Linked DNA regions of Sus scrofa: region 1 is linked to region 2. The links are chromatin contacts, called in public Hi-C maps. All regions are on one chromosome and are shown on one strand. Each heading gives the region's core, a stretch centred on a gene start, on an enhancer-like site or on the middle of the called end of the contact. The rest is flanking DNA. Distances are from core to core; before and after follow the strand shown.

What was found. A called contact is a pair of places that touch in the nucleus more often than the background predicts.
Region 1: a Hi-C map of liver shows a contact between it and region 2, with 5 times the contacts expected there. The contact joins the promoter of RBM4 here to the promoter of DPP3 in region 2. A contact is called at or near these places in 2 of 47 Hi-C or Micro-C datasets (heart right ventricle and liver) and 1 of 2 datasets of contacts at active chromatin or transcription factors (alveolar macrophages).

What each region holds. Positions count from the first base shown.
Region 1 is chr2:5,781,905-5,785,190 of Sscrofa11.1, reverse strand. It overlaps RBM4 (RNA binding motif protein 4), which reads left to right and starts at 2,011. Exons shown (of 2, transcript NM_001123187.1): 1 at 2,011-2,422. The coding sequence starts at 2,011.
Region 2 is chr2:5,946,472-5,949,471 of Sscrofa11.1, reverse strand. It overlaps DPP3 (dipeptidyl peptidase 3), which reads left to right and starts at 1,453. Exons shown (of 18, transcript XM_005654654.3): 1 at 1,453-2,959. The coding sequence starts at 2,908.

The sequences.
Region 1 (3,286 bases), core at 762-3,261, 160 kb after region 2:
TATGTGAAGAAGCCAAAAGATGATTTGAAAAGTGATAAGGGAAGCTGGACTCTGGATCCAGAGTGCTGTTACTGTATTTTGCTTATAGCTGGTTGTGATTAGGCTCTTCCCTCTAAGATCGGTTCTAGGAGTTATAAACCTACAGCTTTGGTTGATGGCGCCCAATAAAATAAAGCAAAAAACTTTTCTGCTCCAGTTTTTTCCTCAGGGCAGGGTGGGGGTGTTTGCTCGATCTCCACGGTCACACAGAGGAGTCTTTTCTTCGTCTTGGACCCTGGGAGGTTGGTTCCCCCAGGGAACTTGCTTCCACGGTGCCTCCCGAGTGATGCAGCCCTCAACCGAGCCCGCCTCGGGGACTTTATACCCTAATTGAAGCTGAACCCGTTAAGCGTTCCTTTTACCACCCATGAAAATAGTTTCAATTCGGGGTTTGCTCCGGGATCCGGTGTAAATTCTTGGCCAAAGGAGGAGGCTGGTTTTTTTAGGTGGGACGCTGTTTTCTTACCTGGTTTCTGGGTCTGCGTAAGCTACCATCCGCAGCATCGTGGCTGCAAGGGGTTGGTGTTCGGGAGTTTAAATTTGGAGGAGAAGGCAAAACGGAGCGCACGTGGATTGGCGAGATGTGGAAGCTTGACAAAGTTGGCGCCATGAAGCTAAACACCGCCACACCAGAGCTCTAACTCGCTCCGCCTAATGGCGGGCGGAACCCCGCCAGCGAAGCCCACGTTGGTAGTTCCGCCTTCACGCCGACCTCTCACCCAATCAATGACTTCGGCTTCTCGAGAGAGGTGCTCATTGGCTTTCGTCTAAACGCTTCGGGGTTACTGACGTTTACACCTCTTCCCGGCCTCAGGTAATTGGCATTCGTGGTAACCAATCAGGAAGAGGATCTACGGGAACGCCTGCCTTTTACTTTATTGAGCAGCCAATCCTGTGATAGGCTCACCTCCCTCTACCCAGAGTCACTTCTGCGGCCGCCGCCATTTTAGCGTTTTGTCAGGAGCGTCCGCGCCGCGAGGAAGAGCCCCTGCTGATTTTCGTGCGGGTGAGCGACTCCGAACCCCTCCACTGCCTTTCTTTTGTCTCGTTAAATCTTAACTCCTTCTTTGCGCCTCAGGGCTGTCCTAGTGGGGTTGTGGCCTCCGCACCCGTCACTGAGAGACGACCTCGGTGCTCGGCATTGCGCGGTAAGCCTGAAGCAGCCCTTCCCCCACGATCTCCTCAGAGAATACCTTGCCTTCTCCCCACCTAGCCCTCTCTGCCTGGCTTACAGCCTCGTGGTTTCCACGGAGATAACCGCGCTTCCCTTAGACTTAGAAATTAAGATCCTTTTTCGAGAATTTCTCAAGCCTCGAGACGTTGGCCGGCTGGTGAGTCTGAAGCCCCCTTCTCCGGCCATGCGTTTCTCTATTCTGCAGGAGCTTGTAGGACGGCGCCCCTAGAGAGGCGTTCCCCGCTCCAGCACTTCCTGTGGTCCCCGAACGCTTCGGTCTCCGGCCTAAGGCACCGGTTCACTGCTTCCAAGGGAAGCCCTAAAACGTAGCTATTACAAGGTCCAATTTTCCGGAAATGGTGGCTAATTCTTTGGTTATGAGAAGACGACCCAGTTCATAATTTCAGACGGTCAATCCAGCTAGCAGGGTAGTTAGAGATTTCTTTTTTACAGTGGATAGGAAGCCCAGTAACACCACCCCCCCGGGCTACATTTATGCCCTCACTTTTCGTTTCCATTCCCGTTTGGAAGAACTACGAAACTCTTAGCAAATCCTTTGTCTATGTCTACTAAAGAGCTCTGTTATAGATGCTTTCATGTTTTTATAGGTTCCACAGCTGGAAGTCTAACGGGCCTCCTTATTTCCATTTCCTTTTGATGATGTTGTAGAGGTGTGCGTGTGAAGTGTGTTAGAGGGGGAAAACTGGCAATATTTGTCAGACCGAAATTGGTAACTGATGTGGGCCTGAGGTCTTTTGTTAGAATTTTTGTTTCTTCTCGCCTAGGCTGTGTCCGAGATGGTGAAGCTGTTCATTGGAAACCTGCCCCGGGAGGCCACAGAGCAGGAGATCCGCTCACTGTTCGAGCAGTATGGGAAGGTGCTGGAATGTGACATCATTAAGAACTACGGCTTTGTACACATAGAGGACAAGACGGCGGCCGAGGATGCCATTCGCAACCTGCACCACTACAAGCTGCACGGGGTGAACATCAACGTGGAAGCCAGCAAGAATAAGAGCAAAACCTCCACAAAGTTGCACGTAGGCAACATCAGTCCTACTTGCACCAACAAAGAGCTTCGGGCCAAATTTGAGGAGTACGGTCCAGTCATCGAATGTGACATCGTGAAAGATTATGCCTTCGTACACATGGAGCGGGCAGAGGATGCAGTGGAGGCCATCAGAGGCCTTGACAACACAGAGTTTCAAGGTGAACCACCCTCTTTGGGAAGAGGACTGAGCACAAGTTTTTGTGTAGAAGATAGGTTGGATAAGTAAAGGAAGAGGTCTAGGATAGAGATACAGCTGTTGGCAGGCTAATGGTGAAGATTAAGTGTGGGTGATGGACTTAAAATGGAGAAAGCATGTGGTTTAGAGGCTTTACTTAGAGCAAATCAAGTCTAGGAGAAGAACCACTTGGCTATAGTTTGGAGCCCCTAGGCTTTTATGCCTATTAGTGCAGAAATCCTTTTCTCTGAAGAGTTCTTTAGTTGTTTTGTCGTCGTCTTTTTTTTTTTTTTTTTTTTTTTTTGAGTGGAGCGTATAGCAGTGGTCCACTCTGAAATTTATTGCTTTAGCACATGTTATTTTGCATTTGGAGGACCTGGCAAAAGCTGGCTTAAGCGATGTTATTTAAGAGTTAAGATTATCTGTTAAACTCCCCACCTCATCCCAATTACAGCTTCCCAGTAAATGTAATTAGTTGTTAAACTAGTTTTTAGAGAACTAGTGTCTTTAAGAGCTATAGTACTTACTGTTTTTCTGTTACACTTGTACTAAGAGGTTCTGATTGGAGGATGAGAACACTTTAGAATTGAGGCTAATCTCAGGAGTTTCTGAGTTGGGGGGCAGTGATGACAATACCTTTTGACTGGTTCAATATCCTTGGTGAATAGAGCATTTGGATGGGTGTTGTCTTGGAGCCTTGTTAGATGAATTATTAGTGTGCCTGGAAGGGAGCATGAGTGATACTATGGATAGATAGTTCATTTGGAAGGTATTTTATTTTCTTGCTTTAAGATCGAAGTTCCTATGGCCAGAGTGGCAGTAGTGAAGGGGGTGGTAACCATGGTGA
Region 2 (3,000 bases), core at 204-2,703:
TTAAGTGTCACCTCTGTCTGAGAGCCAAGGCAAGCTCAGCGTGCTGCTAGGGTTGCTCCAGGCCTTTCCTGGGGCAAGAAAGCTGGAAAGACAGGTAGATGGAGATTCTGGAAAAATCAAAAGAGTACCAGCTTGATGTGGGCATCTTCCCCAGTGGAAGACAGAGCCTGAGGGAGAACAGATTCCGAGGGAAGGGACCTGGCCCAATCCACGCAGCTGGTTGGAGCCACAGAGACCACACCTGGGGCTGTTGAGAGGACAGGGGATGCGTGCTGGTGGTGAGAAGAGGACGTGATCAGATTTTTGATTCCAGAGCATCCTGCTGCTGCAGAGGGGGAACCCAGATGGGATGCTGGGGGGATGTGGAGACACTGCAACTCTCTCTCACACACACGCGCACACACATCCGGAGCAGTAGGAACTCAATTCTTCCTAGATTTCATCTCACTTTCTTGGGAACTAGATAGGGGAAGAACTCAGACATGTTGGTGGAGGGGGGCCAGACAGCCCTGGCCTTGGCTCAGCTCTGCTCCTTTCCAACTCTTGAAGCCTCAGTCTTCTTAACTGTTAAATGGACTAACATTCCCTGCATCACCAGATGGTTGTGAATGTATGGAGAGTACCCGTAACATGGTATGTACTTTTTTTTTTTTTTTTGCTTTTTAGGGCTACACCTGCAGCATATGAAAGGTCCCAGGCCAGGAGTTGAATTGGAGCTGCAGCTGCTGGCCTACACCACAGCCACAACAACACAGGATTCAAGCTGCATCTGAGACCTACACCATGGCTCATGGCAACGCCAGATCCTTAACCCACTGACCGAGGCCAGGAATCAAACCCGCATCTTTGTGGATACTAGTCGGGTTTGTAACCCACTGAGCCATGATGGGAACTGCCTGTATGTACTGAATGTTACTTTCTCACCTATCCCTCTTCATTCTCATGGGAAAGAGCCAAGGCTGGGGATGGTCATGACTCCAGGGAGTGGACCATGTGATACTGTGTGTGTGTGTGTGTGTGTGTGTGTGTGTTGGGGCACGTGGGGGGATACTGTGTCGTTAGGTCTAAGTAGGTCTAGACCCCACTTTAGGAACACCCGAGGACTTCCTAGGGACCCTTAGGGAAGTCAGTACAACCATTACCCTCACTTTCCCCATATGTACAATAGGTAATGAGATCCTCCAAGTCAAGCCGCTAGCACAGTACTTCAGGAAGTGCTCGTATTAGCTGTGATGATTAAAAATGCAGCTTGGGGAGTTCCCATCATGGCACAGCGGAAACGAATCTGGCTAGGAATCATGAGGTTGCTGGTTCGATCCCTGGCCTCGCTCAGTGGGTTAAGGATCCGGCGTTGCCCAGAGGTCACAGATGCAGCTCAGATCTGGTGTTGCTGTGGCTCTGGCATAGGCCAGGAGCTGTAGCATGTATTCCACCCCTAGCCCCCTAGCCTGGGAATTTCCATATGACATGGGTGTGGCCCTAAAAAGCAAAAAAAAAGCAGCTTGGTTGGGGGTGCTCCATGGAGTACTGGAATCTTTCCTTGGCCTAAGCTGCCCCCTGGTGGCAATGAGCAGCACTACCTCCTTTATCCAAGTCAGGGAAGGCTTTACACCCATTTTAAAGACAGTGAAAATTGAGGCACAGAAAAGAGGGGGGTGCTATTTTCTGAGTTCCTCCCTATAGTGATAATTACCATCAAAATCACCAGTTAGCAGCACGGTTGTGCTCAGCAGGGCCTTGAACACCTTTTGTGAATGAGAACCAGCACCAGTGGTGGGCGGCTGCTAACTCTGGGCATAGACACAAGTGTGGCAAAGCCCGGCAAGGAAGGTCTGTGGATTTCAGGTGTCCTCTCTCCTCCAGTCCTCTCTGCACAACACTAGGGGGCAGCACTACCCTGTCAGTACCTTACTCAAGCCTTCAACATCCCTCCAGTAAAGACAATTTTCAGCTCGGTGTTTTGGCTGAGGAAGTCAAGACTCAGAGAGGTAAAGTGACCTTTCCAAGGACACTCAGCCAGTAGGCAGTGGAAGCCTGATTCCACCTTAGATGGCCTGGCTTTGCCCCTTTCTCTGACCTGGGACCCTCACAGTATTCTGCACTGGGCCCAGGCTGGTCACTAGGCACTTCCGCAAACCTTTCCCCACTCAGGCCAGCCTCCTGGGAGTCTGTCCAGACATGCAAGAGCGGATTTCAGGATGGACTCTACCCTGAGCAAACTTTCCCAGTCACAGGCGCCTTTCTCACCCATCGGGAACCCGGCAAGCACCGGCAAACTCCTAAGCCCCTTGCCGCTTTCTACTGAGGAAACTGCGGCTCGATGATATTTAGCTGCTGCCCCTCCAGGCTGGTGGCAAGCGGCGCAGGGAAGCACTCGGGGGCGTTTCTCCGCATCTCCGCACAGTGGGACCAACTCGGCCCTGGCAGGAGCCCGCGGAAGGCAATACAGTCTCGGAAGAGTCTCCATCCCCGGCCCTTGAATCCACTGAGGAAGGGGCATCACTCCCAAGGGGCAGGTTCCTACAAACAAAACAGAGGTTGGAGGACGCAGAAAACCCCCCAAGAGAGCGGGGATCAGGACTCTCTGTGGGGAAATCCCCGGTGCCCTGTCCGTGCCAGCCACGCCGCCCGGCCTGGACTCGGGGCACCTGGTCAGCCCAGTCTGTCGTAACTAGGCCACCACCCGGCCGGCCACGGGAGACTCCTGACCCCCGCGCGAGCGCCCCCGGCGGACGAGAGGCCAAGGCCGCAGGGCCATGCCGCGCAGGGCCCCGTAGCGCCTGGGGGCGGGAAGCCGGCGTGCCGGCGGAGGTCCCCTCGGCGCGCCTATTGGCTGGAGTCGACGCCCATCCGAGCCCCGAGGCCCGGCAATTGGCGGGTGGGGGCGGAGTTCGCGGAGCCCAATGAATGGGGGAGCCGGAAGCAGGAAGTGAGTTTGCGATCCGAGCAGCTGCGGCAGGTGAGGCGCGGTGCCCGGGTTTCGGGGTCACAGCGTGCCAT